Linked DNA regions of Xenopus tropicalis: region 1 is linked to region 2. A link is a contact called in public Hi-C data. All regions are on one chromosome and are shown on one strand. The core of a region is the stretch at or near the end of the contact, and the rest is flanking DNA. Distances in the headings are between cores, read along the strand shown. Region 1 holds the start of mtfp1 (mitochondrial fission process 1). Region 2 holds the start of p2rx2 (P2X purinoceptor 2).

The links. Hi-C and Micro-C count contacts between places; a contact is called where the count stands out from the background.
Region 1: a contact with region 2 is called in a Hi-C map of neurula embryo, with 2.1 times the contacts expected there. The contact joins the promoter of mtfp1 here to the promoter of p2rx2 in region 2. A contact is called at or near these places in 2 of 5 Hi-C or Micro-C datasets (neurula embryo and tailbud embryo).

The regions. Positions count from the first base shown.
Region 1 is chr1:144,279,747-144,286,457 of UCB_Xtro_10.0, reverse strand. mtfp1 (mitochondrial fission process 1) reads left to right here and starts at 1,566. Exons shown (of 4, transcript NM_001102827.1): 1 at 1,566-1,718; 2 at 5,054-5,181; 3 at 6,249-6,481; 4 at 6,698-6,711. The coding sequence starts at 1,649.
Region 2 is chr1:144,095,487-144,102,338 of UCB_Xtro_10.0, reverse strand. It overlaps p2rx2 (P2X purinoceptor 2), which reads right to left and starts at 2,244. Exons shown (of 12, transcript XM_004910637.4): 1 at 1,845-2,244; 2 at 1,091-1,241; 3 at 317-388; 4 at 1-52. The coding sequence starts at 1,987.

The DNA.
Region 1 (6,711 bases), core at 317-2,816, 180 kb before region 2:
GGTGTTTAAATGGAAAAAAGATATGAAAGACTCCATCACATTAATTGGGCAGATATCGATTGGGCAGGTTAAAAGATCAGGGACCGCATCAGCTCGTTGATGCGGTCCCTGAACCGACTGCGCCCATTGCTGCCGTTATAATTCGATCGTTTGGCCTCAGGGTCAATTAGCCTACATTTGCCCGTAGGTTGGGATATCGGGAGAAGATCTGCTCACTTGGTGACCTTGCCAAGCGAGCGGATCTTAACATGTATGGCCACCTTTAGTGTTCTTACAGACCAATTGTTGTTCCCCGTTCGTTTACTTTCTCTAAACTGTTGAATGATTTCATTAGGGTAACCCCTTTGTTTAAAGCGATCAGTCATCTCATCTAGGCTTCATGTGCACATCTTCATCACTTACAATCAGTCTTACCTTGGTGAATTGTGTAAATGGTAATAAGGGTTGAAAACTTGAGTAGTGTAAAGGTGGCCATACACGTTAAGATTTTTCTCTCCCTAACAGCAACATTTTAGTGCAATTCAACAAATCTGTCAAATTATTATAAGGTTAGTGGGCACTGAATGATCGTACATAAAGCGGATTTTCATTCGACATTGGCCAGAAAATCGATTGGGCAGGTATCAGCAACCTGTCCATTGCAAGGCCAACAGAGCTTGCTGGCTATTCAGCCAGATGACTGGAAACACAAAAACAGGTACCAAACATTTTTACAGGGGGGCAGGCAGCAAGGCATTTACTGACAAGCAATTTCAATATATGTTAATTAAAAATGTCTTATTATAAAAGATAACGGGGGCGCCACATTGAATTTGGTCCCATAAGCATCCAGGTACTGCAGTGGTTAGGCTACATCCAGTCAAAATTACTTTTAAAAGTTTATGCTCCACTGACAGGAGTGCTATAACCACTAAGGTCTTGACTCTGTACACGAAAGATGTATCACTGACTTTGAATACAAAGCTTGGACTAAACGCTTAGAACCAGGGCTACTTTAGTGCTGCTTAGGAAGCCTGTCTCACTTTTGCCTGGTAAATAAAAAGAATATTTCCTTGTCTTCGCTCTTTCCCTCTGACACCCTAGTTATATATAATATACATTTGACATTCACAGTCAATACAGTGGGCTGTTTAACCCTGTACCATTAAACTCTACACTAAAAATGTACATGTTCCTATTCTCTCACACACACACAGCGCTTAAAACTGCAAAGCCGCTGGTTTTGTTCACGTGACTTAAAAAAGGTGCTGCTCATTGGCTCTTCCTATTTCGGACCCTGCAGGGAACGTCTACAAACTATCTATGCTTAAGCAGAAGCGCAAACAGCTGAGGGAGCGAGAAGGAAGTTTGGTGCGTGCATGCAATAAAGAAACCTTACAGTGGGCCACTTTAGTACAATTATTCACTGGCACCACAGTATTGTATTAGGCTGCAGCAAATGCCAATATTGCATAATCTACGGGACAGGGGAATGAATGGCGCTGACCATAGACGCGCTGTACCTGGGATTCCCCAACAGCGCCCCCTACAGTTATATCTCTATGGCTAAACCTATGCCTTACTTCGACCTAATTGCTTCCTGCTTTTGCTGACTGTACCCTGCTGGGGGTTATCATTCTGATGCCCTGCGGTGTGTGTTAGAGGAAGCATGGGGCACCAGCAGCCGGGCAAGCCCTCCGAGAAAGACTTGTACAGGGACACATGGGTGCGATACCTGGGTAAGTAACTACATCCAGCGTGGCACTGAGCAGCTGCCCTATCAATCCACAGAAGAGTTAGGTGTTAACCCTTGCTTTACTTCCTGAATGTCTGCCGTCCTGATCAGATCAGAGTGCTACTTTTTTTTCAGTCATGTTTTTTAAATTAAGATCAGAATTAATAAACACACAAACAATACTGAATTCATTTTTCTGTGTATTGTGTGACCTTTGAGGAAGGTCAGCTAAGGTCAAATGAACTGCATGCTTTTGGGATCAGCCACAGATATAATCCTCATTTAGTGAAGGGTGTTTTTTTAAATGAGCGCTTAAGCATGTTGCTATGTCAGTATCTTTGTAATTGCAAGGTGAACAAAATCAGTGAATGCCCAGACATGCCCTGAAAATAGATGCTGATTGTTTGCTTTATTTGTTGGGAGATGTAGCCAATACCAAGTGAAAGACAAGTTACTCAGTACAGACACCTACTGTTGCTGCCAGCTACTAATAAATATACACCCTGTTACTAGAATTTCACACAGTAATGCTTCTCATAGACTCATTTGAAACTATTTCACAAGCCACCATCATGGGCAGTGCAATTCACTAACAGCAGCACATTGAGTTGCATGGTGATTGAAACATCGCTAAGAAAACGCACCCAGAATTATGACCACCTTGGCATTCGTGAGGGCTCAGTAGAACTATTCAAGGTGGGCTTTGTTTGGAAATTCATATCCATATATAAGAATATTGATGCTAAGAATGTCTACATGTTTATAAGCCTGCAATATGATAACAATACATGTAGATTTCTTATCTTAGTACAAATAAGCCTTCACTATGATACACGGTGGTCGGGTTGTTTCCTTTTCCTGTCTGATTGAACGACAACACTGTATTGTCGAGGACAGAGCGGGAAGTGAAAGAGTAAACATAATCTTGCAGCTTATCCTCCTATAAAAATGACACTTGTACTACTGCATTCTGGCTAATGGATCCCACACTTGTGTACTATATGCTTATCTTTGGATTTGTGCTATTTTATTTATGAGCAACTTGCCTTTTGTGTTTCATGTGCCTCTAATGCTTTGCTTTGCTTCCGTGCTAGTGAATACTCCCAATAGAGGCAGCCTATTTATGGTAGGTGCATAACATGCAAACCCAGGATCGTCTTACAAATAAAAGTGGAGAGACAACATGTACTGAACAATGCATTCTTAACTGCAAGCCTTGGAAAATGTGATCTCACATTACTTGTACTGCCCTAAACCCAGTGTACGTTTAGGGCTGCTTTATCAAAATTTGGGTTTGCATTTATTTCGCGATTCCAGTAAAAAATGTAAATATACTTAAAAACTACAAATACCTCAATATCCACATAATTGCACTGTCATACCTGCATTCATGGACTAACCATTTAATGACTGAGTTAGGTAAAATACACTTTTTTGAGATTATTCAGATTTACATTGTGTCATCAGCCCAGATACAGGGAATCGATAAGGTTAGCAGCTTTGAGAGCAGCAGTTAATTGGTTTAAATGGATGCAACAGATAAAGCCTACATCCCAAGGGATGTGTTCTTAACCACTTGTTTACGGATTAGTATTACTGATGTCTTGTGTGTCTTAAGGTTAAATTTGATGAGAATTCAAATATTCTTCTTTACTCTCTGAAAAATAGCCATTACCTCCAGACATTTGAATAGACTAAATGCCATTTTGTCTGCTCTGCCAACGATAGTCCGCTAGCAGCCTGAAACAGAACTAAGCTGGTTGATAAACCAATTTTAAATATAGCTATAGTGGGTCAAGTATCCATGAGGTGCATCTGAGGAGCTTCACGTTTTTGAGTGGAGTTTCACTGAATGTGACCAGTTCTGTTTGCAAAAGTTCCAGTGATTGTACAGTTTCTCATCATATATACCTTTTGTGTTTAATATTTATTTACTTTTGGCTCCAACAGTAGTCACACTCCTGAAAGTTAAAGGTGTTGTGTACCTTTAAGTAAACTTTTAGTATAATATAAAACTGTTTGTAAAGAGAAGCACCAAAGGTCTAAACATATAAAAAAAAGGGCTCCTTGGTGAGGTGGTATATGAACATCGGATGTCTGGGATCAGATCCTTACTTTAAATGCTGAAAGAAGGTTCTGTGCTTCTGGGTGAGGACTGGATTTTTCAAAGATGTCAGGCAGTTTCTTAAAGAGCCTTCGGCACAATCTGCTTTATTGTTTGCTTCTTGACTTGTGCAGGTTCTTAAAGGAAATTGGAAGGCAACATTTGGGTACTTTAACATCCTTGATGATATCTGTGGAGATTAGGGGCACATTTATCAAAGTATGATTACAAAAAATTTGTATTTTTTCTAGTTGATAGAACTTAGAGTATTTTCGACGATAATTTCGCTAACTTACATGACTTTGTCGTGCTTTGTGCAACAAAATCGTATTTGTTGCAACGAGTATGAAAGTTTTGGAATTCCTTCAAGCTTCGGTATTGTGACTTTCCTTGGAGCTGCAGAGTGCTATTGAGTCCTATGGGAGGCTTCCAAAATCATGCACTGAAGATTCAGTCAGAAAGGTTTTCGTGCCATTTATGATCGTTCGGATATGAAAATTTCCTAACTTTCGGATCGTACCACAATATTTTCATACGACCACGATACGAATTTTCGCGCAATTAACGCACATCCGAAATTATTGTTAATACAAATTTTTGCCAATCATACTTAAAAACATCCAAAATTCGGACTTTGATAAATCAGCCCCTTACTCTTAGATCTATGTCTGTGGCAGGAGTCCTGTAGCCACCTTTGCTCCTAAAAAAGCAGAGAGATCGTAGAGAGATATTCTTGTGTCCCTGATCATGTAGCAGGAAACTTAACCTGGGATTCTTTGAGACATTTGTTGTCTGCAACAAGCAGAGATGACACTGGAATACATGGTTTTTCTAAGCCCTAGTTGCAATATTACCTCATGACATGCTGGAATTCCATATGGTATGGCGAAGGTGGTTGCTTTTCCCGGCTAGCAGCTCTCAGGGCTTTGTAGTGTAGGATGCCAACCAATGCCCATTTTGCCCAGCAGCTTGACAAACCTGGCAGAGAATTGCAGTATATATTTCCCTGTGTGAGAGCAGAACTGTGATTGGCATTCTACTGTGTTTATAGTGAAGCTTTATGACATGCCTACTGCCTGCATGATAATAAAAATGCTTTGTGTCATCTATCTCCTACTAAATAATCTGTATGTAAAGAAACACAATGGAAAGCTAAAAAACTTTTGATAGTGTCCTGCAGCTGTTATGTATTGCATAGCAAGCTCAAGTCACTGTAAATGCTTTTTATGTTGCAGGTTACGCTAATGAGGTTGGGGAGGCTTTTCGAGCACTAGTTCCCAAAGCATTGGTTTGGGCCAGCTATGGAGTAGCCACTGCCTATGTCACAGCTGATGCAGCAGATAAGGGCAAAAAAGCAGCAAATGTAAGTATACTGCGACCAAACTTTGTTTTGATGGTCAGATGTTTAGACTTTTCCCTCAGCAGCTAACCCACCTAAGCTTTTCATTTATCTTCTAGTTTGTGAATCTCACCTCTTAAAACAGAACTAAAAACCAAATCACTTGGGGGTTGCCAAATTGTTAGGCACCTGTCCAGGGTACTTTAGTGTGTTTTTACCACCTTGCTCCCAGTTTCCCTGTGCTTAATCTGTCTGTTAGTCTGTAGTGCTAACCTTTTTCAATGAAGGCATAGTGATGGCTGTGTTATTCAGGGGACAAAGCATAGATATCTCAGTTTAAATACTACATATGCATCATCTGAACATATATATACCATTGGAAAAAAAAAATAGCCAGCTACTTGACCCAGTACAAATTAGCAGTTAAAGTAAATGAAGCCATTTCTGCCCCTAGGTAGGGTGATGTACATTTAGTTAGGCTCTTTTTGATTTTAACAAGGTTGCTGATGTATGATAACATTGCCATCATTTCAAGAATATGTAGATCAGCAAATACATCTCCCCCTCAAATCTTACATTGGTGGGCCATGAAGCCAGCTTTCCAGGAGTATCTAGAAACAGACATTCTGTCAATGGTACAGAAGATAAAATAAAACTTAAATATCTTATTCTTGTACTGAATAGCTAATAATTTATTAGTTTATAAATATTAGAAGGAAAGGTTATGGGCTGGTGCAAGGCAGAGCAGCCCTCTATACTACAAATAAAATGGACCGGTGCTTACGCCAAAAGGTTCTGCTAACTAGTGTTCATTTAGCTGTATGGGGCTGCTGGCTTCAGCTCGCTCTGGAACTCTCCCACTGATAATTATAAATAAGGCTTCCTTTGGAGAATAAGATGGTGGTACACCTTACCACAGTGAAAACATATAGCAAAATAAACCCACATTTGTAAAGATCACTTCATTAAAAGCAGAATTTACATCAACATTAAACTGCCATGCATATTTTCCCCTAGCTTATGGCTGCCACTTGTTTGGGAGAACATTAATACAAAACAGTTGAAGAAAAAAAATGTGGCTTTTGTTTTAGTCTTCTAGAGAAAGCCCAGATCGGACAAAACAAATCACCGTGGCTGTAGTGGACACTTTTATATGGCAAGCTTTGGCTTCAGTGGCTATTCCAGGCTTTACCATCAATCGTATTTGTGCAGCATCTCTCTACCTTATGGGACAAGTAACCCGCTGGCCCCTCCCAGCTCGGAAGTGGGCAACCACCGCAGTAGGACTGTCTGCAATTCCCATTATTATAACACCAATCGACAGGTGGGTACACTCTAGATTTATTTGCCTCTGATAAGCCAAACGAAAATTGTAACAGTTCAAGATTTTTTTTTTTACAATTGTTGAATTGTAACAGTTCAAGAGGTATTACTTTTCCCCCCCATGTACATTAGCACTATGCAACAAATCTTACAGCGTCCGAATTTGTTACCTGGGCTTACTTTCCCTTTGCTAAATCTGTAAAATTTGCTTTCTCAGGTCAGTAGATTGGA
Region 2 (6,852 bases), core at 995-3,494:
CGCGGTTACAGTCCTCATCAGAGACACACAAAGCATTAGGTACAGTCCTACTCTGAAAGACACCGTTATGGGAGAAACAGAGTTGCTATAAGAGAGATGGCAAGAGTAGTGAGAGAGGAAAATAAAGGGAAAACTGCAGAAAAATAATGGTGGGCAGATATTGAAAAGTTAAATATTTTTGTTGAAGTTACTAAGATAATTATTTAAAAAAAGAAAGGGCAAAGTATTCTTTATATTTATAGAGTCCCTTGTAAAATTAATAATTTCCCTTTTAAATCCCTTCACACATCCCCATATTGCATATCAGACTCCTCACCTCTGGGCAAGTTCCCATGGTCTGTAGCTTGGTGCTCTCTATCCTGGTTATAATAGTGAAAACGCTGCCCCCCTGATCCATAAAGAAGAGTTAATTAGCGATACACCAGTTCATGATTATCAATTTCATTTATTTGTATGTCCCTGGCTATTTGTGCATTCTTTCTTCCCTTACCCACAAGTTCTTGGACATTCTCACAGGCCTTAATCTCAAATCCTAGACTTCTGTTCCTGTTTCATCCTCTCTAAATATTGCACACCATTCTCTTAGCTGACTCACTCCCCACTGAATATACATGCATTCACATCTCCTGCCCTACCCCATTGTCTACCTTTCAGTCAGCATCTTACATATCCCTGGTTTGGTGCAGATATTCTGATCTTCTAATTTGGTGCTACACAGTACTTATTGCCTATACATGCGTAAAGCATGAGTAATAACAATAAAAGAAGGAAAGACATAAAGTTCTGGTGTATAAACTGTTGATCATACAAATGTTCTTTTTTGGGGAATAACTTGTAAATGTGCTAGTGTTATTTATAGTGTATATAGTGTTATACTGTATAGAGGATATGCTAGATATATGAGGCAATGTACAAATATGGGTGTGATTTTGCCTGTTTTTTCTCCTTAATGCAATATTTTGCAATGGATTTAATACCCCCTTCCCTGCTTCTATGCATTCTCTTTCCTTACAGGTCTCATTCATTTCCTAAAAAAACTCATACATTGCCTCTACTCTTCTTCACCTCAACATTAATGTTCTATTCTTACCTCTGGAGGCTTCACATACTCAGCTACATCCCAGATCTTCTTTATTCCTCTGGGGCCTTTGGAGGTAGAGACCCCTTTTACTTTTGTAATGACTGCACTTTCCGGGCCTGTCTCTTGTGCCTGATACCCTTTCTGTACCACAAATACATACCTGCAGAGAGAACAGAAGCAAGGAGGGATAAGAAATGCTTATCTGCTATTAAATGAGTTTGATGTCTGATTTCCTACATGCATTTCCAGTTATAACTTTTAAAAACCTTTTACTTTTTCTTTTAATGTTTTTAAATCTCATTGCTATTTATGTATTTGCTATATATATATATATTAATTAGTAACACATTACTGTGGTATGTAGCTGTTTGTACTAATTCTAAACCAGTAAACTTGAGTGACATGGATACATATATAACAATGTACTACATTCTTTGACTGCCAGCTGATGTTATGTAGTTTTCTCCTCTGCCCTGTTCATGCAATGATATTATAAAGACACCCTCCTACATTAGTAGTAGCCCTCTTAATGCCCTGCTTAGCATTCAGTATTATCCAACATGAACAATCCCCTAAATACTTCACTTTACCCGTTAAATATGTGCCTTGTAACTGTATATATTTCTGTGTGTTGTCTTTCTATAACATGCTCATACCGAGCACCTATAATTTGCCTTTCTTCATACCCTCTTCTGCACCCAGTACTATATTCTGCTTATCCTTTCCACTTATGTTCCTTTTTTGCCACAATCTCTCAACTTACCAGACAAAGTACACAACGATGAGAAGTTGTAAAAGCCTATAGATGGTCCCCAGGCGACGATTCTTTACCACAATTACTTTGGGTGTTTCATACGACCAGAGCTGCCCAATCCAAGACATGGAGCGGGTTCTGCAGCCTGTCATGGGCCACTATCCACAGGTACACACTCCCAAAACTCCTTTTGAAATGTACTCCAACAATATGCTTATTGTACAGGTTTATAATGGGAGAAAATTGTACAGGTTTATAATGGGAGCGAAGACTTGTAGACCACCCAGATTCAGCTGATGTTTATGCATTATCAGCTGGCTCCTCCTTGGGTTGTCTGTAAAGTAATTATAACTGATCTGGAATGGGGAGGGTGATAGCAGAGAGCAGTGTGCTTACAAATAAATGGATAATTGTACATTGCTGCCCCCAAGTGGGCAGGGAGAAGAAGATTAATTTTAGTTTGGGCCTATAAATACTTTTAAATATACTATAATCATGTGTTATAAAAAATTGTACAGACATATTATATTACGTTAAAGGTATATTTTCAATTATGATTAAAGTACCTATAATAAAATTAAAAATAAAATAATTTATGTGCAGCTGTGCATTACTTAACTACATATAGTGAACGACACACCTTCAAGGCATTTTTAACTGTTAGATCCAGAGCCTAGTATCCCCTGCTCTGTCCTCAACTACATCACCCCGTACAGCACCAAACATATCTGTTACAATATGTGGCAAGTGTGGCAAGGTTGGTGGAAAAACACAAATCAGAGCCGCACACGGAAGCTATTCTACACAGGAGACCCTGTAGTTTATTGGCTCTGATTTGTATTATGTTCCAGAGAGTAAAGGGGTGTCCATCCCCTTCATTGCTGTACACTGGACAGGAGTGAAGCACTTAGAAGAACTTAAGATGTGCCTGTATATACAGTATTACTGTGTAAGGTTAGTGGCCCCATGTTTGGCAAGTAGCAAGAAAAATACTAATGTTGACAATATTCAGACTGCAGACAGAGTCAGCAGCTTACTGGTCCTTGTCCGACAGGTGTCCATAGGCTGGCTGTCTCATCCGCAGTTCACTATTGCCGTTTTTTTTTCTTTTTTCGCAAAACTACATCCAAAATTTGCCCTGTGACTTTAATGTATTTGTAGTGAGTAAAGTTGCACATGTAAGAAAAAATTGCTGCATGTAAAAAATTGTAAAATTGTCACCCATTGACTTTTTCATCAAAACTGTACAGATTTGCTCATCACTATAGAACCAAATAGATCTCACTGTCTATGCCCAGCTTAATATTTAAACTAGATTAATTTATGTAAACTTTCTTGATTTTTCTTTACTTTTTTTTTTTGTTTGTTTCTGCTTAAACAAACATTGGTTAAGCATAAGTCCACAGATATGCCAGTAAGATCACCACATAAAATAGATAATAAGCATATCAACTCCAGAAATGCTAATAAGCACTGCAGAAAATGAATAATGAGCAAGTTAACCCCAGGCATGCCATAATGGAATGCACAACAATTTTACATTTTTTTGTAGCCTTCCAAAGAAATGAAACTGTTTTGGTCAGGCAGTGGGCTGTGGGTGTTCAGCCAGGCCCAGCAAGGTATAGAGAACAGTCAACTCGACCCAGCAGGGAGGTGAGTGGTCAGCAGAGACAGGGTTCACTGGGATTTTTTGCAGTATCCAGGTGTGCCAGTCCAATCTAAAACTGCTTATCTTTATTTTAAGAAAAAAAAATGCAGTGACTTGGAGAGAAAACTAATGCAGTGCCACCATTTTTTTACTTTCCCCAGGCATCCCCAGCACAGACTTAGACTCTAACATGCACAGTATAGTTAACATTTTCCATTTTTTCTTTAGCGTACATGCTTGAATGTGTATCTAAAGTGCGACTTCCAGGAAAGGTAAGATGATGCCTTGGTGTTGTGTTTGTTTTTTCCTGGGCTGGTGTCAATATTGTAAACAGGACCTAGTGACAATAACTGCAGGGTAATGGGATTTGCATTGCACCGGGTCCTGCCTTGAGAGGGGAAAAAAGGAAGAGGGCTGCTAAAGGACAAAAATACTTTCAATCAAAGGTAAAAAGCAAGGGGCAAGATACCAACACGATCACACCAACATACTAATGTGTGCTCCCTCAGAGATCACCTGTCAGGAAATAATGCAGCTCTAACTGTAACAGGAAGTAGTGTGGGAATTAAAGACAGAACTCTGCCCATTAATTGACTGATCACCCAACATGTATATGTGTCCTTGGTTTGTGTGCTCTGTGAATCCTATGATCCCAGGAGGCAGCCTTATTGCTTAAAATGGCGATTTTCGATTTAGGAGTACCCAATAGCACATACTACTAGAAAAGTATATTTTTTATGAAAATGGTTTATGTAGATAAAGTAGGGTTTTACATATTAGCTGGTATATGGAATATGTTTTTATAGGGACTTATATTGTTTAGGGGTGTAGATTTCCTTTAATATAGCCATGTAGGCACTGTTTTTAAAACAATTTGCCCACTAGACACCTTCAGGACTAATTTCGTGTGGGCAGCTGTGCCCTCCTGTGTGTTTTGTTTGTTGCGTTATTACAGTACATGTACAGTGGCTTGCAAAAGTACTCTGCCCCTTGAACTTTTCCACATTTTGTCACATTACAGCCACAAACATGAATCAATTTTATTGGAATTCCACGTGAAAGACCAATACAAAGTGGTGTACATGTGAGAAGTGGAACGAAAATCATACATGATTCCAAACATTTTTTTACAAATAAATAACTGCAAAGTGGGGTGTGCATAATTATTCAGCCCCCTGAGTCAATACTTTGTAGAACCACCTTTTGCTGCAATTACAGCTGCCAGGCTTTTAGGGTATGTCTCTACGAGCTTTGCACATCTAGAGACTGAAATCCTTGCCCATTCTTCTTTGCAAAACAGCTCCAGCTCAGTCAGATTAGATGGACAGCGTTTGTGAACAGCAGTTTTCAGATCTTGCCACAGATTCTCGATTGGATTTAGATCTGGACTTTGACTGGGCCATTCTAACACATGGGTATGTTTTGTTTTAAACCATTCCATTGTTGCCCTGGCTTTATGTTTAGGGTCGTTGTCCTGCTGGAAGGTGAACCTCCGCCCCAGTCTCAAGTCTTTTGCAGACTCCAAGAGGTTTTCTTCCAAGATTGCCCTGTATTTGGCTCCATCCATCTTCCCATCAACTCTGACCAGCTTCCCTGTCCCTGCTGAAGAGAAGCCCCCCCAGAGCATGATGCTGCCACCACCATATTTGACAGTGGGGATGGTGTGTTCAGAGTGATGTGCAGTGTTAGTTTTCCGCCACACATAGCGTTTTGCATTTTGGCCAAAAAGTTCCATTTTGGTCTCATCTGACCAGAGCACCTTCTTCCACATGTTTGCTGTGTCCCCCACATGGCTTGTGGCAAACTGCAAACGGGACTTCTTATGGTTTTCTGTTAACAATGGCTTTCTTCTTGCCAATCTTCCATAAAGGCCAACTTTGTGCAGTGCACGACTAATAGTTGTCCTATGGACAGATTCCCCCACCTGAGCTGTAGATCTCTGCAGCTCCCCCAGAGTCACAATGGGCCTCTTGGCTGCATTTCTGATCAGCGCTCTCCTTGTTCGGCCTGTGAGTTTAGGTGGACGGCCTTGTCTTGGTAGGTTTACAGTTGTGCCATACTCCTTCCATTTCTGAATGATCGCTTGAACAGTGCTCCGTGGGATGTTCAAGGCTTTGGAAATCTTTTTGTAGCCTAAGCCTGCTTTAAATTTCTCAATAACTTTATCCCTGACCTGTCTGGTGTGTTCTTTGGACTTCATGGTGTTGTTGCTCCCAATATTCTCTTAGACAACCTCTGAGGCTGTCAAGTTAGCTGGGACAGTGGAAACTTTCATCAGGTACAAGGAAGCAAATAAAGCATGCAAAAAAGCTATCAAGCAAGCTAAAATAGAGATGGAAAGGGATATTGCAGCAAGGAGTAAAAAGAATCCAAAATTATTTTTTAATTATGTGAATAGTAAAAAAATGAAGCAAGAAGGGGTGGGAACTTTATTATCACGGGGGGGTACGTTGGTTGATGAGAACGGGGAAAAAGCTGAAATTTTGAACTCTTATTTTTCATCTGTCTATACATCTGAGGAGCCAGATAATGAAGGCTTCCCTTTTAATGTACCCAGTGCTAGTAATTTAGCTACTGACGCGTGGGTCACTCAGGAGGAAATTCAAAAGTGACTTGAACATGTAAAGGTAAACAAAGGTCCAGGACTGGATGGGATTCATCCCAGGGTATTAAATGAGCTGAGCGCTGTGATTGCCAAGCCTCTTCACATAATTTTTCAGGATTCGTTGAGGTTTGGCATGGTGCCGAGAGACTGGCGGATTGCTAATGTGGTGCCATTATTTAAAAAGGGATCTCGTTCTCAGCCTGAAAACTATAGGCCTGTTAGTCTGACATCAGTAGTAGGAAAGCTTCTGGAAGGGGTAATAAGGGATAGGATAGATGAATACATTGCAGTTCACAATACTATTAGTTTGTGCCAGCATGGTTTTATGCGTAACAGATCTTGCCAGACTAATTTAGTTGCCTTTTATGAGGAGGTGAGCAGGAACCTTGATGCTGGAATGGCAGTTGATGTCATCTACTTAGATTTTGCTAAAGCGTTTGATACAGTACCTCACAGAAGGTTAATGATCAAATTGAGGAATATTGGCCTAGAACATAATATTTGTAATTGGATAGAAAACTGGCTGAAGGATAGAGTACAAAGAGTGGTGGTAAATGGAACATTTTCTAATTGGGTCAGTGTGGTTAGTGGAGTACCGCAGGGGTCAGTCCTTGGTCCTTTACTTTTTAACTTGTTTATTAATGACCTGGAGGTGGGCATAGAGAGTACTGTTTCTATTTTTGCTGATGACACTAAATTGTGCAAAACTATAAGTTCCATGCAGGATGCGGCTGCTTTGCAGAGCGATTTGACAAAATTGGAAA